Linked DNA regions of Mus musculus: all the other regions are linked to region 6. Evidence: chromatin contacts called from public HiCAR-type, HiChIP or PLAC-seq and promoter capture Hi-C data. All regions are on one chromosome and are shown on one strand. Each heading gives the region's core, a stretch centred on a gene start, on an enhancer-like site or on the middle of the called end of the contact. The rest is flanking DNA. Distances are from core to core; before and after follow the strand shown.

Evidence for each region. Promoter capture Hi-C pulls out the DNA fragments that hold promoters and counts their contacts. HiCAR-type assays count read pairs that join an accessible place to other places. HiChIP or PLAC-seq counts read pairs in DNA pulled down with a chosen protein or histone mark.
Region 1: a contact with region 6 is called in a promoter capture Hi-C map of embryonic stem cells, with 10 times the contacts expected there. The contact joins the enhancer-like site here to the promoter of Lrrc8d in region 6. A contact is called at or near these places in 4 of 39 promoter capture datasets (embryonic stem cells, hippocampal neurons, liver and 1 more), 1 of 115 datasets of contacts at active chromatin or transcription factors (embryonic stem cells) and 1 of 9 other capture datasets (macrophages).
Region 2: a HiCAR-type map of astrocytes shows a contact between it and region 6, with 2.5 times the contacts expected there. The contact joins the promoter of Sparcl1 here to the promoter of Lrrc8d in region 6. A contact is called at or near these places in 3 of 39 promoter capture datasets (cranial neural crest, embryonic stem cells and hippocampal neurons) and 3 of 115 datasets of contacts at active chromatin or transcription factors (astrocytes and embryonic stem cells).
Region 3: a contact with region 6 is called in a promoter capture Hi-C map of pre-B cells. The contact joins the promoter of Hsd17b11 here to the promoter of Lrrc8d in region 6. A contact is called at or near these places in 2 of 39 promoter capture datasets (the C10 cell line and pre-B cells), 1 of 484 Hi-C or Micro-C datasets (B cells), 2 of 115 datasets of contacts at active chromatin or transcription factors (large pre-B cells and pancreatic cancer cells) and 1 of 9 other capture datasets (liver).
Region 4: a promoter capture Hi-C map of pre-B cells shows a contact between it and region 6, with 4 times the contacts expected there. The contact joins the promoter of Klhl8 here to the promoter of Lrrc8d in region 6. A contact is called at or near these places in 3 of 39 promoter capture datasets (hippocampal neurons, liver and pre-B cells).
Region 5: a contact with region 6 is called in a promoter capture Hi-C map of hippocampal neurons, with 2.8 times the contacts expected there. The contact joins the promoter of Dspp here to the promoter of Lrrc8d in region 6. A contact is called at or near these places in 2 of 39 promoter capture datasets (the 3T3-L1 cell line and hippocampal neurons).
Region 7: a contact with region 6 is called in an H3K4me3 HiChIP or PLAC-seq map of embryonic stem cells, with 6 read pairs. The contact joins the promoter of Aff1 here to the promoter of Lrrc8d in region 6. A contact is called at or near these places in 2 of 39 promoter capture datasets (the HPC-7 cell line and liver), 1 of 484 Hi-C or Micro-C datasets (neutrophils) and 3 of 115 datasets of contacts at active chromatin or transcription factors (double positive thymocytes, embryonic stem cells and thymic regulatory T cells).

Annotation. Positions count from the first base shown.
Region 1 is chr5:104,441,604-104,445,307 of GRCm38.p6, forward strand. No RefSeq gene overlaps it. Among named protein-coding and RNA genes, the nearest start is that of Spp1, 8.3 kb to the left of the region's middle. Within about 2 kb of position 1,323, at least 15 of the 459 cell types and tissues checked have an H3K27ac peak or open chromatin away from gene starts, as enhancers often do. A contact at or near this core is called in embryonic stem cells and stem cell-derived epiblast-like cells, where this site is marked.
Region 2 is chr5:104,112,477-104,116,191 of GRCm38.p6, forward strand. It overlaps Sparcl1 (SPARC-like 1), which reads right to left and starts at 1,612. Exons shown (of 11, transcript NM_010097.4): 1 at 901-1,612. It overlaps LOC330143 (a long non-coding RNA gene), which reads left to right. Exons shown (of 3, transcript XR_003955771.1): 3 at 1-3,715.
Region 3 is chr5:104,020,288-104,023,709 of GRCm38.p6, forward strand. Hsd17b11 (hydroxysteroid (17-beta) dehydrogenase 11) reads right to left here and starts at 1,509. Exons shown (of 7, transcript NM_053262.3): 1 at 1,243-1,509. The coding sequence starts at 1,452.
Region 4 is chr5:103,909,995-103,913,163 of GRCm38.p6, forward strand. Klhl8 (kelch-like 8) reads right to left here and starts at 1,265. Exons shown (of 10, transcript NM_178741.4): 1 at 1,122-1,265.
Region 5 is chr5:104,168,847-104,172,108 of GRCm38.p6, forward strand. It overlaps Dspp (dentin sialophosphoprotein), which reads left to right and starts at 1,857. Exons shown (of 5, transcript NM_010080.3): 1 at 1,857-1,922.
Region 6 is chr5:105,698,249-105,701,787 of GRCm38.p6, forward strand. It overlaps Lrrc8d (leucine rich repeat containing 8D), which reads left to right and starts at 1,721. Exons shown (of 3, transcript NM_001122768.1): 1 at 1,721-2,006. It overlaps Gm42166, which reads right to left. Exons shown (of 2, transcript XM_017321263.2): 2 at 1-2,615. The coding sequence ends at 1,640.
Region 7 is chr5:103,752,313-103,755,521 of GRCm38.p6, forward strand. It overlaps Aff1 (AF4/FMR2 family, member 1), which reads left to right and starts at 1,850. Exons shown (of 20, transcript NM_133919.4): 1 at 1,850-2,033. The coding sequence starts at 2,017.

The DNA of each region.
Region 1 (3,704 bases), core at 73-2,572, 1.3 Mb before region 6:
ACAATCTAAATATCCTTCAACTGACAAATGAATAATGAAAATATGGCACAAATATACAGTATATAGGATGCTGTTCAGCTTTAAAGGAAAAGTTAAATCATGAGATTTGCAAGTAGGTGAATGAGACTAGAAAAGAAAGTATTGAGGGGTGATCCAGACCAAGAGAAATGAATGTTATGGGTGCCTATCTGTGGCTCCTAGCTTCAAGGCTTCAGATGTAAATGCATAGTCTGGAGTCACTGCAGAAACCAGGAAAGTAAAGAGGGAAATGGAATGTTGGGGAGTAATAGGGACATGGATGCCAGGCTACAGTGATTAGGGAGGGGCTGAGATAAATCCAGAAGGAAGTAGGTATAATACCAGTGAGGATGTCTGCAAAGGTTATAAAGAATCCTATTACTATCTACCTTCATAAAATTATATGTAATGCACACACACACACAGACATACACACAAACACACACATACAAATATACACACATGACACATACAGACACACATATGCACACAAACATACACATGTACACATACAGACACACACCTGGAGGGAGGGAGAGAGAGAGAGAGAGAGAGAGAGAGAGAGAGAGAGAGAGAAAGAGAGAGAGAGAGGAGAGAGAGTTAGATTAAGTGAAAATTTCCCATCTGGGCTGACGATGCTCTCCGTGAGAGCTACAGACTATCAAATCCTCAAGCCTAAGCGCAAGAAACTTCCTTTGAGTTATTGGTCTGGATGGTCCAAGGGACACCCCCCACACACCCAACAAAACAAACAAACAAACAAAAACATTATAGGTTATTGCTGTGGCCCTTGGTTTCCTTCCAACGGTTGAAGATAAAAAAGTCCCTATTTTGGAGGACACCATGCACTTCAGACATAGGACCCAGACAGTTGGGCTGGATCTAACCTGAAAACCTCCTCCCTAAGGACTGGCTCTTAAGCCAGAAGGTACCATGCAAGCTTCCAAGGGACAGAAGCAATGTCATGCAAAGCCATGATGGCCTGTTGCCACGGACCAGGTTCAGTCGGCCCCCCTCAATCCATGGGAATCAGGGGCTCTGGCAGGTGGACGTGGAGTTGGCAAGAACTGACAGACACAGACACGAGAGAGTGTGCTGGATATGAATGTATTTTGTCCAAACGAACACCAGACTTTTAATACAGAAGAAAAACAAGAAATTTAGGCAAACACATCCGCCAAGTTTACACTGACACAAAACAAAAAGAATGCATACATCAAAAGATGGTGGGAGCCAGGCCACATTTACCACTTAAAAAGATCAGCTGAACACTGGAGCCAGGTGAATGGCCTGATGCAACCCTAGTCTATTGTTAAACCCACCACCAGGAGTTCTTTAGTAAATACCTGATTATGCTAGTCCTCTGGGCCCAGTGAAGAAACCTGCACCAGGGAAATTCCCTTCTACTCTTTCAAGCGACAACCCACCTATTTCCTAGGCCATTGTGTATATCTGTGTTTGGGTGTGACTCAGCTATTGTCCTAAGTAATTGCTATGCAGACTAGCCCTGAGCTTTCCTAGCTCTGTTCCAGTAAATAGTAATGCCTAATTAGTTTCACTGTCTCTACTAGAAGTGAATTTGAATGTTACTGAATAGATAACTTTCTTACTGAATTCCAAGCTCAGAGTTGGCTTCAAGGATTTTCTAGGACATTGGAACACTGATAGAGGCTTAGCTATGTCAAAAATCAATCCTTAAAGGTACTTATAATAATAATACTGAAAGAGAGCACACGGATCCAAACACCAGACTAACGCAGGGACAGGTTTTGAGTATATGGGCTATGAGAATGCCAAGGTTCCAGGAGGCTGTTTCCATGAAACCCATTGCCTCATGACTACTTTCAGGCTTTAGGCCTACCAAGTAGACTGCACTGGAGTAGTCGTAGCAGCCTGTGAACTAAAATAACAACCAGTGTGGCACAATATCACTAAGGGTGAACTAGTAGTGAGCATATGTTGACAGTAACAAATAGCTCTCTACTTAGACCGAAGGCCTACTCACACAGAAGTAAATCCTGCTCAATACTAGAAACTTAACCAGTTAAACAGGACTAGTGAAGTCATGGATCTTGAGGGGTAACCTACACCTGCTACTTTACTAAACCAACACAATCCCTAAGAACATTCTAACTATGTGTTCTTAAACCCACAGATAATTACAAATCTAACTTCCCATCAAAGAAACATCTTCCTGGGTACAGATGAAGACCACTATAAAAAAACCACAACTTACAAAAATGCAAAACAATGCCTGTGACTGTGTGGTACCCAGTCTCAGCTGATACATCTATAATGCAATTCTTGTACCTAAGGCTCAGGGATCATGGAGGAATGACCCGTCCAGCAGGTCCAGTTATTCGAGGATCTCGAGGGGACCTCCTCCTAATAACCAAATGGGGGGTAGAGAGAGACGAGGGTCTTGTACGAATAACGACACGGAAACCGTTCTGAAGCTGTATCAAGACCCCGATGTATTGAGAAAGGTCCAAGGCTTAAATGCACAAGCAAAAGGGGAAGTACAGATAAATTATCAGTGGGATGGGTAGGGCAATACAAGCAAAAGGAGAGGTATTTATCAGTGGGAGGGGTAGGGCAATACAAGCAAAAGGAGAAGTACTTATGGGAAGGGGGGGCAATAGAAATTCTTTCTTTTGACAGCTACACAGGGAAGCAGGAATTTGGTAGTGTCAGGGTGTGGTCAGGAGAGCAGTGATGACCCAGGGCTGGAACATCCCATAGTTCTCGGAATCCATGAGTCGGTGGCCCGCTTTTGACCCCTTTTTTCTTCTGGGGGGGGGAGGCCCAATTTAGAGATCGAGAGTTGTCTTAATAGCTCCCAACAGAGGAAGAGAGGAGAGAAAGATTGCAATAACTGGAGCACCAGGAAATCTGCTGTAAGAAGGTGTCGTCAGGGAAGCTGTACCCATGAACTCTCATCAGCATGGTTGCCTAAACAAGCCCTGAACACTGGCAACACCCTCAGACAGACACGATAACACGGGAGGGGGAATCTCATGGCCCCTAAATGCTAACCAAAGAACTACATGTAACTAAGGAACACAGAAAGCAGGAGAGATCATCGTCCCCAGAGAAGAGCCCTTGAGTCATTCAATATTAGGTGGTTAGCCTTGAAACCATACATACAATTAACATTATAGCAACTGAGGAGGCTGTATTTATATATTTAGGAATACACACACAGAGAGAGAGAGAGAGAGAGAGAGAGAGAGAGAGAGAGAGAGATAACACTCATTTATAACAACAAGCCATGAGTTGGAGAAGAAGGGAGGGAGGAAGAGAGAGCGAGAGAGCAAGAGAGAGAGAGGGGCAGGGACAAAGAAAGAGACAGAGAGGTAGCATAGGAAAGGTTTAGGGGAAGGAAGGAAGGAAAGAAAGAAAGAGAGAGAGAGAGAGAGAGAGAGAGAGAGAGAGAGAAAGAAAGAAAGAAAGAAAGAAAGAAAGAAAGAAAGAAAGAAAGAAAGAAAGGAGGGAAAAATGATAAAATGATATGATTGAACAGAGAGGTGGCATTTCTTTGTATGGGACTTATAAATCCCAAAATATGTTGATTTCCTCCGAGTAATATAAAATAGAATATTATTTCAATAAAAAACAAAACTAGGGACCTGGGTTCGGTTCCCAGAACCGAGACCACTGAGGCGACTCACAATGTTTCATGACTC
Region 2 (3,715 bases), core at 362-2,861, 1.6 Mb before region 6:
TCTAAGAGAAAGGAGAGGGTAAAATTTTTTTCTCCCCACTGCGGGTACATTTCTATTCTGTGTGGCTGGAGTCTGCCCCAGAGGAGTCTGCAATGTCAAGGTGGCACATTTAACCTCTTTGCAGACAAAAAGCACTGCAGATGAGACTATACTGCAGGACTTCTCTCGGGTACTTTTTCAACTGTATTGATTGGCAGCTGCAAGCAGGGTTATAGTTTTCTACTGCAGGGTGATCTTGTTCCTGAAGGAATGAGCGAGAAAGGCTCGCAGGAAGTGCTGTATTGGGGAAGGTGCAGATGGGAGGACCTTCTCAAAGACAGCACAGTTGTTAGCCCTGACTTCTCCTTTAGCATTGTGTTTTTCTAGAGAGGATGTAATGAGGAACCGGGCATATTCCCTGTCCCCTTGTCACCTCTTAACAAATGATAGGTAGCAGGAGGAGAGAGATCTGTGAAAACTGTGAGGGAAAGGATAATATGAAAGTAACCGAAGAAGAATGTACTGTTAGAGATATTTCCTAACTGAAAAACAAACAAACAAACAAACAAAGCATTCTACTTCTACACAGCTGTCAGGCCCATGACAGTGACAGATACAGTTAGGTAATTTAAACATGGCAAACACACATTTTTTAAAATTTTGAAATCTATACTTCTGGTTTGGCCATTACGAAAACTATGGTTTATTAGTGCTCGACATTTAATTTTGTAGGAGGAAAAGAGACATGGCCACACAAAGTAAAATTCTCCTTTTTCCTTCATATAAATCACTCCAAATGGGATTATAAAAATAAACACATGGCTTTGAATTATTTAAGCAGAATCATCAAGCAGTCTTTTTAGATCAGGGAAGTCAGTTTAACGCATGCAGTTGGGCAATATAAGCAAATTTAACATTTACCTGCGGAGAGGTGGCTGGATCCAGAGCCTTGGTAGCTTGAAGCCGAAGTTGAGTCCCCTCCTTGCACACAGCCAGGAGGTAAAAGTTTGACAAATGCCCAAGAGGAGCTAGCTCTTCCACCCCCCTCCCTCGTCAGCTTGGCTGCTTTGCCTAGAAGCACATTCACGTTTATTGGAGTTGAAATTCTGCTGCTCTGTCAGCCAGTCAGGGTCTGAAGTGACAGATGAGAATTTGGAGGTTGGCACCACAGGGTGTTTCAGGCTGTCATGGTTTCTGTTGCAGATTCCTGGATCTCGCTCCCTCCGTGCTGCTGAGCTTTGCAGCAGAGCAGACCCAGAGGGAGAGAGCTAATTCTGCAGCATGCATGGAGTGAACGGCCCTCCCCTAGCCTCTCCTCCTCATAGGCTCCTAACTTGGCCAGAGTGTAAGCATTTGGCTCTTCATGCAATTTTTTTTTTTCAAACAACTCTGAGAGATCGTATGATTGGGATCCCTTGGGGCTTGTGACTCTGAGACACTGCAGAGAGGCTTCACACTCTTGTTTATTCCTAGGGCGACTGCAAAGCCAGGGTGAAAGGACAGAAGGATCACTGCAGCAGATGCGTTTTTATATTGCTCGATTGGAAGCTGTCCTCATGACCGCAGTCTGAACGTTAACAGAGAACCGTTCCGGCTGCTTTAACCGTCCTACTCGTAAGCAGCTCTGGAAAATGAAGTTGCTGCTCTTTAGAGCATGCTGATTTAGAGAAGCTGTGATTCATAGCCTGCTCTTGCCCAGCCCAGTCAGTCATCCTCTGTAAGCCTATGATGGCACCGGGCTGTACAAGAAGAGGTCTTCCTGTGTGCTTATTTCTGACTTTGCACTGTGGCATTCATCTATCAAGGCATGTAAATATTTATTTATTTATTTATTTATTTATTTATTTATTTACCTGGCCCCGAGCTAATCTGGAACCCACAGAGATCCGTCTGCCTCTGCCTCCTGGGTACTAAGTTTAGAGGAGCAGCAGTAGGCCTGGCTCTGCTTCTGTATATGTATGTGTGTAATCATTTCAATGGTTGTGTCTGTATTTATTGCACATTTATCGTGTGTCGGACCCTGCGCTAACAGCTTTCAATGCATCGTGTTCGTGGAGTCTGACAAGTCTTTGGAGGTTTTACTACGTTCCCATTTTAAAGATAGTACAGAGTAATGTTAACTGTACAGGATTTAAGGACAGGCAGCTTGGATTTTCTTCTTGACTTTCCCACACCCTAACTGTACACCCAGGAGCTAGTAATAACCTCTCTCAGCATCTGCTTTCTTATTTATAAAATGAGGCTACAGATATAGGAGGAGTGATTATAAGGTCTATCACAGGCAATTGTTCTGAGTTTCAATAATTTGATGCAAACCAACTGCATAAAACTCCTGCCATGTAGTAGACACTCAACAAATGTTAACTATTTTGGTTTATGTCAGACGACAGCAACGTTCGCTTTCTCCCGGGTCTCTAACTGTAATAGCAAGGTGGTACTCTCCTTGCCTCCCGCCTGTGTTAGCCAACTGAGCAGGCATTTCGCTGAGGAAGAGATACTGCCCCCCCACCCCCTTCTCCAGGTGACTAGCCCAAATGCTTCTGATACTATACACTCTCCACTAACACTGGATGAGAAGTTGTTATTTAACGTAATTTAGGCTCTCTGAGTGTGTGACAAAGTCAACAGGCAACCAGACTGATAAAAGCAAAAGCCAAGTGAAGCAAATAAAAACCCTGAGCTATACAAGTTTGCAGACGTGCCTCAGCCGGTTCGCTCTACGGACCCCAGAACATTCGTCGCACTGATTTTCAGAATGAGAAAGGTAACAGAACTTATCTCTGTCGTGCAGCAGGGAAGTCTGGGAGCAGAGGAAGCCGGGCAGTGAGCCAGAGCCCTTCCAGCTGGGAAGGGCGCACGTGTCTGGGATCAGGATTATAGAAAGGGCCGAGGATGTGACGTCTTGAAGCCTCAGACAATGGGATGTTTTTTCCTCAGCTCAGGTTTGGAGTGTGAGCAGCTCCTCTGAGGAAGGGACAAGGGTTTGTTTCTTCCAGGGCCTCTGCACACATCTGCACGCTTCTCTCTGGTCTTAGCAGCATAGAGGATGCTGGCGCCATTCTGCGATGGTGTCCCGAGGGATCATGGAGCAGCGAGACCAGCCAGGCCATATAGAAAATGATTTGACTTTTTTGGTTAAAGAATTTTCTCAAAGACTTCGAACATTAACTTATTTTAACTAGCATTCTCCATTTATTTGAGACGGCTTTATGAGTTTGATTCCACGTAATGAGATTAATTCCATGAGAACAAAGAGAAAGATTTAGTTGGAGAGTGCTTAAAAAACCCAAAACATCTTGACCCAACTCAAAATTTTTTTTCTAATACTGAATTTGACATATTTGTTGGAATGCTGAAAACAAAGTTCCTTGCAGACAGATTGTTCACGGAAAACTGGAATTAAGGCCTAAATGTAATTTATGTCTGATGAGAGCAGGTCTCATTTCTAAGATTGGGGATTTTCACTCAGTTGTATGACTAGAGAGATCTCCTGTTCAGGGATGAGAACTTTAGGGTACTGTAATATATAATGACAAACTCACACACAGGATGTAAGAGAATACTGACTAAAACAGACAAAGGCGTGTTGACTTAATGGTGTTGTTAAGCACGGTTTTATTTTGGGAATGTTCCCTGGCAGAGACCCAAGCTCTTACTGTTTCATGGCACTGTCATGTCTAGAACAGTTTACAGCTTTCCATGCTGGGAACAAGGAACCTACAACAATAGCCACCTC
Region 3 (3,422 bases), core at 259-2,758, 1.7 Mb before region 6:
CTTTCATGCTTCCTTTTTCTATGTCACCCAATTGTGCATTTTATAGTACAGGTTGCCTGTTGACTGTCTTTAGCTCATGAAGGCTGCTTCATCACAGGTATCTGTAGTTCTGTATTATAATACTGTCCAGAAGGCAGTAAGAGTCATCAAACATTTTTTTCTTTTGGATAAACACACTTTTTTAGAGAAAATTGTGTATATTAGAAACGATAAGCCCAAACCATTCTTGTTAAAGAATAAAATTTCAGACTAGTTTGTGTGCCACCTGCTAGACTCTTGGCTAAATCACCTCACACATTAACTTACCATCTCCCTGGCCTTCTGAAAACTAAAGCCTGGGTAGCCTCGTCTTTCTCAGTTAAGAAGCAAAGAGCCCATTTCATATGCCTGACCATATGCCTATGCTGGGCCTTGGCTAGCTGACCCATGCTGGCCCAGTTTGCATTGTTAATCCATCGTATACATATCTAATTATCTGTTTTCTCCACCAGACGTAGGTAGCCCATCTCCTGTTTGCCACCAGGTCTTACCATCTGGGCTGTAGATACTATGGAGCACTGATTACTTGTTGTCACAATCACTCTAGAGTTAGAGTTCTTATTTAATCTCATGAACCTTGACCTCTTGTTTATAGAATGGATGTACACAGTGCAGTGAGGGGCACGCTAAGCCAGAAGATGCCTTCAGATTCCCTCTGTCATCCACCAAAAGCCAGACCAACACTTCACTGCTAGCTCCTTCTAACTCACCTCCCACCTCAACCTGAAGGTACAGGAGACCGCACTGAAGTTATTTCACTTTTAACTATTTTTTCTATAAGGTGACTTAGATGACTCCTGTAGGCAACTGGCAGTGCAATGGTGATCCCTGTAGGGTGTCATTTCGAGCCCATCTCAGCAGCTGCAAACGAGACTTGACAGCCGCACACATCTAACTCTTGGTATAGCACCTAAAACTGCTGTATTTTCCAAAAGTTTATGATGGTCAGTAGGAGGAGATTATAGGCCACTTTCAGGATGGATTTAATGTAGTGTTAATGTAGCGAAGGGAGATAGCCAAGATTCTCATTGTCCATAGGTCCGTTCATCGTGTGGTCTTAACAGATATCAAATTATGCCTCTCTTATAATCTGAAAAAATATGAATAGTTACTATATGCTCTATGGACTCTACAGAGAACTATAAAGGGTGGTTGTTTGCCAGTGTGGACCACAAAGAAAAGGCAGCGACGAAGCGCGGTTACCTTATTGATATCCCAGAGAACCAGTTTGGTGTTAAGTTTGGCAAATTCGTAGGCAGTCAGTCTTCCAATCCCATGACCAGCTCCGGTGATCAGGACGATCTCTCCGGCGACAGATTTTTTCTTCTTGGGAATAAAAAGCTTGACAAGAGACTCAATGCTGAAGACGATGAGCAAAGGCAGCAGCAGGATCAAGTCAAGAAGATACTTCATCCTTTTGGAGGCCCGGTGCTCTCGTTCCCGGTCCTAAACGGCCTCTGGAGGGTGTCGGTTACGCACAGAGTAAAAGCTTAAGCAAGGCAGAGTTCCCCTATTAAAGAGAAACAAACAACTCGGAAACCATTCCTTCCGCGGGGCCGGGCTTCAGGAGGGTTTTTGCCATTGGCTCGGACTGCAGTCAGAGCAACTGCTCGCTGGCTTGGAAATCTGGGAGGGACGAAGTTCAGAGGCAAGCCCTAGGGCGGTGCGACCCTGATAGCTATCGCGGACTTCCTCCTAGGAGGGCTAGTTACCTCACGCTTTCCTAAAATGGAAAAATCCCCTCCCTGTCTGCAGCAGACCTAGGAGAGGAGAGGTCGTCACGCTGCGCAGTAAAGGATGAAGGGCAAGTGCTAGCAGTGCTCAGGCTGCGGTGGACAGTTGTCTGTTTCTGCATAAGGGTTGCAAATGTGGAGCCACACCTTAAAGGACCAGGAAACAAGGAAGGGGACTCTTTGGGGAAAGGAAGAGAAGTAGCAAGAGGGGGATGGGAGGACGGCTATGGGGGAGGGGCGGGTTAGAACACCTGGCACGTTTGTGTATAAAAGTCACAAACCCATTTCTTTGCACGCTAACCAAAAATTAATAACAAAACAAACAACCCTTCAAGCAAAACAAAGCACAAGAGGGAAAACCAAGCTCCTGAATTAGAAATGACCCTACATCGCATTTTAATTTGAATTGAGCATTTCTGGAGGGCAGAGGGGTGTATCCTCCCAAGGCATAATCAAGTTTTAGGAGAAGCAGTAAACCCATCTCCCCAGGGAAGAGCCGTGTAGCGGGGCAACCAGCTCCCACTCGGCCTCTGAGAATCTGAAAACGAGAAACAAAACATATATTCAAGAATGGTGGGTGGTTTGCCTGCCTGTGTGCACACTATTTTTGCTCCCGGTGTGGGGAAAGGGCAGATGAGGGTTCTGGGTTTCCTAGAACTGAAGTTACTAGGAGCTGTGAACCTGCATGTAGGCACTGGGAATTGAACCATTGTCCACAGGAAGAATGGACAGTGCTCTTAACCACAGAGCTATAGCCATCTCTCCAGCATTCTCGTCCCCAGTACACACTTTTTGAGACAGGATTCCTCTGTGTAGCTCTGGCTGGCCTGGAACTCTCTCTTCCCCAGGTTGTTTTGAGGCAGTTTCTCCTCATTTAGCAGCAGGAACAAGCTAATAGCCTGTCTGTTGAGTGGTTGGTTTATGAACTATAAATGTTATCCGTTGACTTTCCTCCTGTGACACTGAGGATGTGGCTTGCTTTGCTTGCTCTTTATCTTCCTGTCTCCTATCATCCCAATATAATTCTCTCTCCCTTTGCTACTTCTGTTAAGTTTTATTTGTAACTTTAGGCAACAAGGTTCTATTTTTTTTTCTTTCTTTCTTGTTCCAACAACTATAGATGTTGGCAGAGAAAAAGTATCCTATCCTCTCCAGGAGTCTGATAGGTTATTTCTCCACCTCCAGTTTACAGAGCCAATTTAAGCCAGATTAAATTATATTAAAGTCAGCTCATTGCTGCTTTCAGGAGGCTTAAGTTCACTGGCCCCAAAGACCAAGGCCAGAGACAGCACCATGGGTAAAGTGGAAAGTTGGGGTAGAAGGGGAGAGAGAGAGAAAGAGAGAGAGAGAGAGAGAGAAGAGGAAAAGAAGAGAGAGACCAAAATGTCTGAATTATACAGAGAGGAGCCTCTGGGGGAAGGGCAGCCCAGCCTCTAGGCTGGAAAGTTCAAGATTGGGGGCAGGGTATGCCAGGTAGGGACTGAAGGATGCTGGGGAGACTGAAGGCAAAGTCTGCTTTGGTTTGTGTAATATGCACCTCAGTCCCTTGTCCCAGGGTCCGAGATCGAACAGTTTCTTTCTAACTCCCAGTTAACAGTTTCTTTCTAACTCCCAGTTTCTGTCTTCGGTAGCTTACTTCCCCATTGTCAG
Region 4 (3,169 bases), core at 15-2,514, 1.8 Mb before region 6:
AAATGCTAAAAGAATAGTTTTAAACGTAAAAATTCAGACTGGAGATGTACTCAGTGGTAAGTAGTGTGTTCTCCCGGCATGCTCAAGGTTGGGGGGTGGGAGGTAGAGTGGAGGGGGAGGGGTAGAATAGGAGAGGAGGGGTAGAAAAATATAAGAATGAATATAAATCCAAGCGCATACAGCTGAATACAGCATCTTGTGACTTCTTTTTATACTTGTGTTCCAACTATTTGGTATTTTCAAGGCAACATGACTAAAGTTTTAAGTAGGTCAGTTGGTTTGACTGACAAACCAAAAAATAGGTGCCAGGAGAAAGCAGGCAGAGAAGCAAAGGCTAATGATAAAGCTACCTGCACGCAGTTCACAAGCTCTGGTAGCACTAGCAGAGGGTCTCTGCTCAACTAAACGTACCCCACCCGCCCCTTAGCACGGCCAGGGCTCACGGAAGATGGGGAAACAAGACTGAAAACAATTAACGAGGGGGGGGGGGGCGGGGAGAGAGAGAGAACAGCATTAAATAGAAAAAAGAAAAAAAGAAAAAAAACCCACGTGTACCTGGCAGGTTAATTACTGTGGCAACCCAGGTTCTAAGTAAGACCTATTGCCCAAAGTATCTGCCTACGCTAATACCTTAAGGTAAGAAGCAAAATATAAAGGTAGGCAATTAAAGCAGGTTGGCAAGAATATTCAAAACTGCGAGGATTTCCACGAAATGCATGATAATAAATACTGCCTGCAGGAAAAGGAAGGTAACAAGCTCCCCAAACCGTAACATCAGGGCCGTGCAAGCCCGGGAGACGGTTGGGAACCCCAAACTGTGTCCACAAATCGGGGACCCTCCCTGGAGCAAGCCACGAGCTCAGCCTGGAGCAGCGCCACCCGGCCGGGTACGGATTTTGCAGGAGCCCCGCGAACCCCGGGAGGGGGACACCCCTGAAGTCGCCCAACCCGGACCCCGAGCACCTGCGCCGCCGCTCAGGACAGCGCGGCCCGCGAGGCCCGCCCGGATCCCTTCGGTTCCCCGAGGGAAGGCGCCGGCGCCGCCCGGCAGCTCCTCACCGACGCGAGCGCGGGTGACCGCTCCAGGCTGAGACCCGCGCGCGGGATAACGCAGCGGTTACCTCTGTCCGCGGCCGCCGCGCAGGCCGAGCCGCCACACCCGCTCCGCGCCGGCGCCGCGCCAGCCCCGCTTGGACACCCCGGGGACGCGCTCACCGGCCCGACCGCTCGCTCGTGCCCGGCTCGGCCGAGCGCTCTTGAGAGCCGCGGGGGCGGGGCGGGGCGGGGCGGGGTGGTGAGGCACGAGCGTGCTGCGCGCCGCACTCTGGGAAATGTAGTTCTCTGTTGCCTCTTTGAAGAGCGCGCCTGCGTTTCCCTTCCATCCCTCCCAGTATTCATCCCCTGCGTGGGGAATATCCCAGATTTTATAGCTATTCCTATCAGTTTTATCTCATGCTCTGCAAAATGTATACAAAACAGCTTGTGTCTGCAAAGCAAGGAAGTAATTGAACTAAATACCGAGTGTTAAACACAATTGCTAGTATAAACTGGTGAGATAAGGCAAACTCTCAGTAAAGTTGCTGGAAATGTAGGGAAAAAGAGCAAGGGCATATATTAGGATAGTTCCCTGAACTCTTTTTTTCCAGGGCATTCTGAAGCTTCCAGAATCTTCAAAGCATATTCGAAATGTAGCCATAGACCAGGTGGCTTGGTGCAGGAAGATAAGGTCAGCTGTTCCTGTGGCTGAGATATAAAGATACAAATTGGATCCAGCCTAGGCAAACCACAGAGACTCCAGCTGGGCCTGAAGGAGACAGGTGTCATCACCTGCTCACTTGCACTGGTTTGCTTGTGCCAGCTAGACCCCAAAGGTCCCAGAACCTGCTCAAACATCACCCACGGGTGGGAACCGTTGCCTTAGGGCCACTTCTGCAGGGCTCCTCGAAAATGAGGATCCGAAGTCCCCTGAAACAGAGAGCTCAAATCCATCCTTCTTCCTCAAGTGGTTTTGGTCACGTATTTCGGTACAGTGAGAATAAATTGCTACAACTCTGGACCTAGAGAGGAATTTCTGTTGGCATAGCGGGTTCAGGCAAAAATAATAATAATAATAATAATAATAATAATAATAATAATAATAATAAATCTTAAAGTTAAATATTCATAGCAAATGGGGAAAAAACGAGGGAGCGGGGCAGCCAGGACAAGGACCTGTCCTTAGAGGGATACATCCATAACAACAATTTCACCTAATTATTTTACATATCTATAAAGTGAAGATAAACTAAAAAGAAACGAAGCATGTGGTTTTCTAAATCTAGAGATTTTTCTTAGCTTCATTTGAGAATACACAAGCTGGTTCATAAACAGAGGATATTAGACTCCCCTACCCTGATCTCTATGAATTAAAACCAGAAAGGATGTGATGACACCTCCTGAGTAATTATCTGATTGCACTGGGTGGGAATAAACGGTAATGTTAAATCCCAGTCGGCATTTGCATTTTATATTTTAAGTCTCCCCCTCTAATCCTGGATTAAAAGGCTTTAAACCTCCACCAACATTTCAGATGCTGTCTGCAAATGGATTCGGAAAACTTAATCAAGAAGACAATTTCATCTTCATCTGTAAAGGAGATGAAGCTTGCAGGCAGCAGCAGGAAAGTCTGGACAGAGTTGCGGAACGTCTCAGCGTGAAAATGAACCATCAAGACAATCACCTCCCTGCTGCAGCACCTCACTGGCTTGTATCCCTGTCTGCCCACTCATGGACTCTGACCATCCCCTTCCTCTATGCCAGTCTTACTTGTTTAAACTTCTCTGAACCAGGAGTTGTGGAATCCCAGCATTCAGGAGGCAGAGCAAGCGTTCCAGACCAGCCTGGGCTACATAATGATAACCTCGGGCTAACCTGGGCTACAGCAATGAAAGCCTGTCTAAAAAAACCAAAACAGAAAAAAACGGAAACAAAAAGCAATTACCTCCTGTGCTCTACCTCCAAGACACATTGGTGTCTTCCTTTCCTGGCCTTGGCTCCGTGGCTCATTTTATGCTAATAAATTAATGATAGTTTTCTGTCCGGTACCCATGTAATCAATCTGACAAAGTTATCTTTAAATCAGACTAGAGAGATGGATCAGTGTTTCAGAGCACTGGATGCTCTTCCAGAG
Region 5 (3,262 bases), core at 607-3,106, 1.5 Mb before region 6:
GCCACCATCTGTTTGCTGGGAATTGAACTCAGGACCTCTGGAAGAGTAGCCAGTGCTCTTAACCACTGAGCCATCTCTCCAGTCCCTATTTTTTTCTTTTCAAGCACAGTCATTTAGCACTTTAAATGTCTTGCTAAGTGTTTACTACTTTATTGATACCCCGAAAAATTTGCTATGTAATGCTTTTATTTTTATTCAATTTGATACATTTTGAGATTTTCTTTTAGTGAATTCTTTTCCCATTGGTAACGTAGAAGACCACTACTTAATTGAGTTAGCTTAGGCTCAACAAACAGACTTTATACAACTTAACTTCCTTCACATTTATGAAAAATTAATCAGTATCGGCACTGAAAAGGCAGAAACAGGTAGAACTCCATGAGTTTCAGGCCAGCCTGATCTACATAGTGAATTCTAGGACAAGCAGGGCTAGGTAGAGATACCCTATCTCAAAAAACCAAAACCCAAAAACATTACGTTTAAGCAGATTTAGTTTTGACCCTAAATGTTTGTCTTAGTGAAGGTCCCAAATGCTCTTAGCAAATGTTTCTTTGTGTAGTTGGAGAGTGTTGTGTGCTAATACAGCTATCAAGCACTTCTGTTTAGACACCGAAGATCTTCTTAACTCTCCATCAGGTCTGGAGAGCTGTTCAAATCTGCTATTACAACCAAGTTAGGAAGAGGAAGGCAATTCCTGAGGAAAGTGGCATTCTTAAATATGATTGGCCCTTTAAGATGCTCAAAGAACCAAGAACCATGCAGTGTAAATAATAGCAAAGTGTTTACTATGGAAGTGCAGCTTCGAGGAAACTCCCTTCCTATCACTGGAACCTGTCCAATCCCTACCTACATGAATATGTTGTTTAATTCTCTCAGTATAAAGCTCTGAAGATGCTGTTGCTGGATAGTGATTTAATATTTCTGATCATATGTGTTTGACATCTTTCAGTAGTGTGACATAAAAACATGGACACATCCCTAAGCTGGTACACAGAGACTCCAATTGCCTAGTGTGGAGCTCATAAGCTAGAGAAATGGCTCAGGGATCATCTTGTATATCCAGGGCTCGAGAGAATGATGGGTTCAGGCAAGTACTTTTTCCTTTCTGGAAGCACAGCCTGTTTTCCTATTCTGTACTCTATAGTTTACACATATAGTGGAGCAAAGAATGAAAGCTGTGTCTGTGGTGTGTGTGTGTGTGCACTCTGTACTTACGCATAGATACCTTACACCATGTTTCACCTTTGGAACAGCTATTTTTAAATTTAGTTTGTATTAAATTAATAGATTATAAAGAAAAACCCAAAACCTTTATGTCAGTGTTTAGATTAAATCAGAAAGGTTTCCTGAAGTTACTGTTTATAAATTCTTTTAAAGATCCCTTAGGCAGTGTCAAGACTGTTGCATGCGGACAGCCGCTTGAATTATAGCGCACCAACTTTAATATGTACCTCAGGAATGATAGGGGTCTTAAATAGCCAGTCGTATTTACTAGAGAAACCTAGAGTTTTCTTAGATTGCCGACCTAAGCAAGAGGAGAAATGCAGGGTGACAGAGTCTAAGTGGCTCTTTTCAGATATATCACACTGATTATCTATATTTAAGACACAAAACAGTCTTCCAGGAGCTATTTAATTAAGTGAAAGTAAGTCTAGTCCTTTTGGAACCAAAGGTCTCAGTGAGCCAACGTACCGGCGAGCGAGGGAGTGGGGCGTTATTACAGCCTCATAGGCACACTGACTCTTTAAACCCCCACATCAGGGATCCTAAGCAGTGATTGGTTGAGAAAATTATCAAACTGAATTTAAATTTCAGCAGGTACAAAATTGTCACGCAAAAAGCCCAGGACAGTGTGCCACTCTCAGCCTGGAAAGAGAGATAAGGAAATCTGGATTTTCAAAGTCCCCTCGGAGGCTTTGAAGGTAAGATGGACTCCCTCCTGCCAGGAGCCAACTGTCTCCTGTTGAGAGAATCTCCAGCTGCAGAGATGAGGGTGACTTGGGATAAAGTTTTTAACTCTTCAGGTCTACACTATATATTAAAGATAATGTGTGATTCAGGAAGGGGTGCTAAGCCATCTGATGAGACCATCTGATAAGACGACGAATCACTGGGGAGCAGAACTGATTTTGCCCCAGTATATTGTTGAGACTTTATCTCCTATAGGAAAAACCTAAGATGAAACAAACATTCTAATTGTATTAATTAAAAAAAAACAGTACCTGAAGGGTTTTATGTATAGTTCTCTATAGCTCTATTTTTGTTATTTTCATTCAGGAAAATACTTTTAAGAGCTATAAACCTAGTCAAAGGTGTTTTACAGCCTTGTCCTTGGAATGTTGGGAGTGTTGGGATTTAACAAATGAGAATCACACACTGTCTTCCTCTTCGAGACAGAGACATGGATGATGCAGTGTCCAAACACCAGCTCTTCCTGAGAGATAAGCTGGGTTTGGGGGTTTGATTTAATCATGGCTCTTCATGATTTCAAGGTCTGCCTAGTGTTTATGATTAAAGCTCTATGGCGAAAAGAATTGTGGTTCCTCCCAGGGCTCAGTATCTGCCTGATATTAATCTTCCGATGTTCACTGACTGGACCTAATAAATAAATCTCCATTTAAACTTAGTATCTTGACTCAGAGTCAACTTAGGATCTGGGAGCGTAATTTTCTGGCATGTGATGTGAAGTTTCTAAAAGTAGACGCTCAAACAGTTTTATGTAGAAAACACACAGATCTGTCAAGCTGATTTTTCAGCTCCAAATTTCATGATAATAGGTTTAGGAAAACAAAGACATATTGCCTCAAGTTGGCAAAAATTGAGGTGGAAATTTGAATGTGGTCACTTTGAATGGTTTTGATTTAAGAAAAAATAGATAACTTGTATTGTAAATATCTTTAAAATATTTTTATTCATTCCCTGAGAAATTTGTGTGGTATGTTCTGATTGCTCTCCCCAGATCTGCCTTTGTTCTTTACTCACACAACTTTGTGCTCTTTTTGTAAAGAAACAAAACAAGAGCCATGCACACCAGTTTGTGCTCCTCAAATGTACTCAGCTGTGTGGCCATCTGCTGGGTTCTGGTTGCCTTACCAGGGGCTACATTCTTGGAGAACACTGCCTTTCCTTTTTTCCCACCACCTATTGTTAATTGTTCTTCATGTCCAGCTTTCCTCTCCTTGCTGGGATTTGGTCTGACTTGGGCTTGCACGGTCGGGTGCAGGCTGTCAGAAGCGCTGTGAAGATAGCTCGGGTAGTTTAA
Region 6 (3,539 bases), core at 471-2,970:
TCTCTATTTATACCAATATTTGGAGGGGGTTGGGGGGCTTGGGTGAGAGTGTTTTTTGAAACAGGACCTCATGTCACCCATGCTGGCCTCAAACTGGTTATGTAGCTGAGGGTAATCTTGATCCTTCTCCTGACTCCAGTCTAGTGCTGAGATTTTGTTTGGTTGGTTTTTCGAGAGAGGGTTTCTCTGTATAGCCCTGGCTGCCCTGGAACTCACTCTGTAGACCAAGCTGGCCTCGATCTCAAGAAATCCGCCTGCCTCTGCCTCACAAATGCTGGGATTAAAGGTGTGAGCCACCACTGCCTGGCCTACCTTTTAATTTATACCAATAATAAAACCATAAAAAAACCACAAACCTCTAGAATCAGCTTGAAAAAAAAAAAAGATGATAGAAAAAGCAAGTGGTGGTTCTGCAAAGGGAGAAACTTTTCTAAACTGATTTTAACAGCAGGACATTTTTCATCCAGCCGTCCCACCATTAGTTGTCAGGAGCATGAAAACCTCTAACCTCCTAGATCAGCAAACCCAGGGCTGTAATTACATCACCTGCCACACACTGGCTGCCCACGCACTTCCTCCTTGGCAGGGTGTAGGGAATTGGAGAGGCTGCAGTCCGGGAGGGTCCGGGAAGCAAACAAAAGGCTGAGGTTCCATCTAAAACTGCCTGGGGCTGCTCAGCGGGAGGGTGTTGGCCCTCAAGGCCTGGCCTCTTCTTCCATGTCTGGGCGGCCTACTTCTACCTTTTAGGGGCCACTGTCACCATCTGGGAGCCCAGAAAAACATTTTCCTTTTTGCCTCTCTCTGTAGGATCCTGGCCTTCTTTAAGAGCGTTGGATGATAAATGAATCTGGAGGGCATCTTTTTGGGCATGAGTTCCCAGAAGCGTGAGGTTTCAGATGAAAGGAGATACTGAAGTATGGGGAGGAATCGTTTGTTTTGATTGAACTAAAATAATTACCCTGACTGACTTGGTGTCCTGGCCCTCATCTCTCCACAGAGGAAAAAAAAAAAAAAAGAACACTAAGGAAACTTCACCCGCACGGCAACAAAAACACACCGGAAAGCTATCGAGTTGGGAAACTTTTTTTAGAACAACTTCCCAAGTGCCTGTTTCGTACGCACGACGTTTTTGGCTTAAACGACTGGGACCAGGGAGGTCCCGATTCAGCTGAAAATAAAACGTACGAGATAAGGCATTGTTAGCAGAGAAATCTGTTTGCGCAGACATTAAGTTAGGTGCACGAGCCCTGAATCCCAGGTAATTGCTTTTTCCCAGTTGGAAGGCACTGGATGACTTTTTAATGCCTACCCCGCACCCGTTCTCCCAATCTCAACGATCAGCTTTTAGTGGTCAGAACAGCCTCCTGAAACTGCAACACAGACGAAGCTTCCCGGCCCAGCCCGGTTGCTTCAAGGGAACAGACAGCCTGGCACCATGCCCTGCCCAGGTGCGCTTGAAAGAGATAAGCTCTGCGCCTCCGGCGACGTTCGGCGGCCATTCTTCTCCGCCTCGTGCACCTGCTGAGCTTCAAGCAGCCAGCCCAGAATCCCGGTCACCTCCCGGCCACCCAGCCCCTCGGGTCAGCCGGACCGACCCCCTAGGCAGGCGCGGCGGGGTGCGCGGGCCCAGAGCAGGCAATCACATGGAGGCCCGGGCCCGCCCCATTGGCTGCGACCCGGCCAGTCGCGGCGCTCGCAGGCTGCGGTTGGTCCCAGAGCTGCGGCGCCTGCACGGGCCTGGAGTCCATGTTACGCTTTGTCTAATTCCCCTCGTTACAGAGTCATGTGCTGCTGCTCCCGTCGCCGCCGCTGCCGCCGCCCGGGGTGCCCCGGCTCCTCCGCCGCGCTTAGAGGTGGCAGCCGCGGGCGGGGCCGCGGACTCAGGGTCCAGGGCGCCGCGCGCCTCCGGGGCGCGTCCCGGTGCAGCCGCCGCCCGCCGCAGGTGATGCCGCCGCCTCCCGCCTCCGCCTAAGCTCCCGCACGCGCGGCCCGGGCTGCCCGCGAAGGTGGGTGCGCGTCGGTCCACCCTGGCCGGGAGGGCGCAGGTGGAGCGGCCCCGGGGCGCGCAGACGTCCGGCCTCTCGGCGCCGCGGGGGAGCACGGCTGCTCCCGGGGCTGCGATCGGGAACTCCGGAGGGCTTCGGGACCCTGGGGCGGGGAGTGCGACCAAGCCCCCCCACCCCGTGCTGGGACATTGTTTCGCTTTGGGCCCTGCGCGGGCCGGGTGCCGGCTGCCGCGCTCCCGCCTCGGCCTCCGTGCGCGCGAACGCAGGGGCGGAGATTGCCTATCGCGGTGGCTCCGAGTCCTCCAGGAGGTGGGTGTCTGGTGTCTGGCCTGGTTGGCCCGGAGCCGGCGAGAGGAGCCCTTGAACTTCTGCAGAAACGCTTCCCCATCCGCCTCCGTCCCGCTCCGGGTGGGCCACTCGGGGTGCTCGCGGGTTGGGGCGGGGAAGGGAGGGGAGCCCTGCGCCCCGCCCTCCGCGCCCGGGGGGAGGGCACTGGGGCCGCAGGTGCACCCTGCGCGCCGCGGGCCATCTCCGGGTTGGGTACCGGTATAATCCGCTTCTAGCTTGTTTGGAAGCGTGGGCTCTTGGGAACGGGACTTCTGCTTGATTCTGGTTTAGGGGCTTGAAAAAGAGGAGAACTGGGGTGCCTTCCCAGAGGACTGTCACCTCCAGTTACTGGAGGGTCGATGGGGGACACTCTGTCTCTGTCCCCCTTTATGTGGGGTATCCCTAACAGATAAGGAAATGAGATTTTTTTGTTGTTGTTCTTTGATTTTTTTTTTTAAGCCATCCGCAGTGAAGGAGAACTGCTTCGGGTCGAGGGGAGGAGAGGTAGGTCCCCTCTGGAGAGGGTTGGGGTATAAGGTCTCGCGGTTCCCATGCAGCTGGGGTGTGCGTGGCAGAGAGTGGGGAGGTAGGATTGCTGGAAAGAAAAAGCAGGGTAAAGAAATGGGAGCAGAAGGCGAAGAGATGAGACCAAGTATTGGGCGTCCTCGCCGAACCGGAGCCCTGACTTGAGACTTTGGGGGCTCCTGTTTGGTTTCTTTCCTCCCACAATTTCCTTCTCCGTGACTTTGAAAGTTTTCTTTTAGTTTTTATTTTGTATTGGTCAAGACAGCTGTGAAGACGTGAGTTTTTTTGTTTTTGTTATTTTTTTTTGAAAGAGATATAGACGTGAAGCACTGATATCCGGAAACTTTCCCTGGCCATTTAAATAATAAAATCCCACCCACACAGCGTTCACTGAGCACCTAATACACTCGCTCAGTGCTCGAGTGTGGAAAGAGTCCCGGCAGAGCGTGGAGTCTGGTCTCAGTAAGGGTAAGGGCTGTTTACTTAATAAACAACCGAGGAAAATATGATTCAGGCCCCCCTCCCCAAAGTTTCCAGGGCCTGGTAGAGGGTGAGGGTCATGAAGACCTGGGGTTGGGGGGGAATCACTACTCTGTGAGGTCTTCAGATACCATCTGTTTTTTCCAGCTCGAGAACACAGCATATATATTATCAGCAAGGTCAGGGTCAGAGCTGTCCTGA
Region 7 (3,209 bases), core at 600-3,099, 1.9 Mb before region 6:
TTACTTATTTGCATGTGTATGGGTGTTCTGTGTCTATGTATATCTATATGCCACATGTGTGCCTGATTCCTGAAAACAGAAGAAGGCTTCTGATCCCTTGGGACTGGAGTTAAAGACAGCTAAGGGAACATGGATGCTACTTAATGTGGAACCTAGAAAGTGACTCTGGGACCTCTGGAAGAGCAGATGAGCCCTCTCTCCAGCCCTCAGGCATGTTTTTGTAGCATCACATATTGTCATTTGGAACCCATTGCTCCTTAAGTCAAGCAGTGAGTCCTTCCCTCTCACCTTGGTCTGACAGTATGGGAAACTGTCTCACCTGTAGCAAGCTTCCCCTATAGCTCTGAAGGTAAAACCTTATCTTTGCAATAAACACTGAAAGTTGTTTTCCTAGAAGAGAGACTTGCCAGATGCCCAAGTCAGAAGCGTGCGAATTGTTATCTCTAGGAGACATGGTCTATGAAAAACCAGCTAGTTTCTGGTTGGTTTCTCTCTCCAGTCACTTCACACTCATCTTCAGGACTGGTGCTGTGCTTGTGAGCTTAGAACAGAACAGTGCTTTCTGTGCACTTCCCGTTTGTCACAAGGAGGAGGAGGGAGGGAGGAGAGACAGAGAGACTGACATAGAGACAGAGGGAAAAACCCCGCATTTCAGAGTCAAAATTCAAAGGACTAGTTAGTTCATCAAGGGCATTCCTAAAGTACACGAGTTCTCCAAACTACTACTGTAGGTGGTGGAGAAAGCAGTGTCTGGCAACTTGTCTCACTTGCCACCACAGCCTTCATTCCTGCGAAGGCGTCAGTCGTTCTCCACCATCAGAGCTAAAGCCAGGGGAGTGAAAGACAAGCTTTGTCTTGTGTTCTTATGTAAGTAGTTCTGACCTCTGAGAGGGACTACCGGAATCTGGAAACTTGCGGTATTTAGAAACTGGGCAATCAGTTACATGAGCAATATAATGTGGTGAGTCCCGGGTCGAACCCGGAGCGCACCAAGAAAGTGTCCTTCCAGCAGCAGGCTGGTCCTCCGGGATGCCCCTGTTAAGTCTTCTCCCTGCCTTTCTGCCCATCGTTGTTTTCAGCCGCTTCCCAGGCAAAGCCTGGTGTCTTTCCTGTGTCTGAGTTGACGCAATTTTCGATTGTGCTTTCGAGCGTTTACGTTGGTTTGCATCATGGTTTTTGTTTGCGGGGGGTGGGGTGGGGTGGGGTGGAGGGGAAGCAATTCTTTTAATTTATTAGGGGACTTCCCTGAATGGCTGTCTTCTGTGTAATCGCATGTTGCCTCGAAGAGGGAAGTCGTATAAACACTTGTTTCTGGGCACTTTCAAAACTGAAAGCAAAGTTGAAGAAGGGTTGCTAGCCGATCCCTGATGTTTCCGATGGCAAGCCCCGCAGCAGCGGCCAGAAGCAGCGAAGGCAGTGATCCGATGCTCCCACTCCCAGCACATCCCCACGGCAGCAGGACCCTGAGGTCCCAGCCCGAGCGCGGGGATCTCTGTAGCGCGCGTTTGAACACAGCCGAATTGGGGGCAGCGGCGGCGGCGGAGGTGCGCGCTGCCCTTAAAAGGAGGCGGGCCGTACCACCGCGGCGCCTGCGGGGGGGTCCCGGCGAGCTCGGGCACCTCGAGGGGAGCCCAGCGCCGCGCACATCGCCCCCGAAGTGCGGGCGAACTGGGAGCCGGGACCCCGCAGCGGGCGGTGCGGACGCACCCCTTGGTCTCTGGTGACCCGACAGTGCCCCGGGGCGGCGGGCATCGCCGCTCCCTGGGCTCCAGGGAGGTGCGGCTCGCCCGGCTGCCCCCGGTGCCCGGATGTCCGTCAGGCTCGGCGCGAGCCGAGGCTCCGGGGGGCGGAGGCGGTGCTGAGGACACAGAGCTGAGGACGCGGCTGCCGAGAGCGCAGAGTCTGCGGGGCAGTATCGCCGACGGCTGCGGCCGACGCTGAGAGCGGCGCGGGCGAGAGAGCCTGCGGGGCGAGCGCGCAGATGGATTTGGGACGCCAGGCAGTGTGAGCCGAGCCATGGCAGCCCATTCCAGGTGAGGCTTGCGCAGGGGGCGTCTGGGACCCGGGAGTGGCCGCGGAGCCCGGGGCAAGGGCGGCGCGGGTGGGAGTGCCGGGGGGGGGGGGCGGGGACCGCAGGAAGCCAGCGGCTGGATCACTGCTATCTCATCCCTGAGTGTCGGGTAGAAAAGTGTGTGAACCGAGTGCAAAGGGACCGCCCGGAAAGTTAAGGTTAAAGATTCCGCTTCTGGCCCGAAGAACTGTTATTTTCGGAAAGTGAAGTTGGTTTCTCTCCTGCCGGAGCCTGGATTTTCACTGAGGTGCCTGTGCACAATCCTCCGGCTCTACTCGTTGCTGGTTTGGCGTCTTCCAAAGAAATTTGGAAGCGCACTTAATGGAAACGAGGATTCTCCCACGAGAGAGTGGTGGAGCCTGGTGAGTAATATAGTTTTTTTTTTTTTTTTTTTTTTTTTTTTTTTTTTTTCCTGCTAGAATGTACGATTCCACATAAAACGGCACAGTCAGAGTGAATCTGCTGAGTAGGCAAAGGCCGGAATGCGCTGGGTTGGTGAAGGGGAGCCTGGCTAATGACCCGCAGTTGCTGTCAGGGGAGTGCCCTGTACTGCAAGGACCGAGTCTTGCCTTCTCCCGGGTTTGAAGGTTTTGAAAGGAGCCTTAAAACTTGGCCGTACACCGGTGCCCAAGATTGAGGCTGTTGGGTGTCATCGCGCTTCGGTCTCTACAGCTGTTGGTTACGGAAAACAGGACCCGTCGAACCTTTTCAAAACTTATGCCAGAAGGCAGTGTGATTGCACAAGTTTACAATTATGGAAATGTTCTTTAGCCTTAATACTTGATTTAGGATAGTGATTTGGTAACATATCTGGACGCTGAGCTGAGGTAATTTTAGTAATTTTAGGTCTAAAGATCATGGAGAACAGTAGATTTGTAAACGTTAGAGACTGAGTAGATAGAACTTGAATTTTTCTAAGAGATAAAACTTCCTAGAAGGAACTTCTCTAAACAGAAAACCTTCTAAGTGTGTCTTACTTTAAAAACAAGTTTAATCCTCTCAACTTGGCTTAGTTGTGTCTTCATCTTATTGAGTGTTGGAAGGAAGGGGTTCCTAACGGGACAGAGGAGTAGGGGAACAGAAGTTGCACCTCAAACTTCTGCTAAATCTTAACTAAAAAGCAACCGTTAGCTTTTAG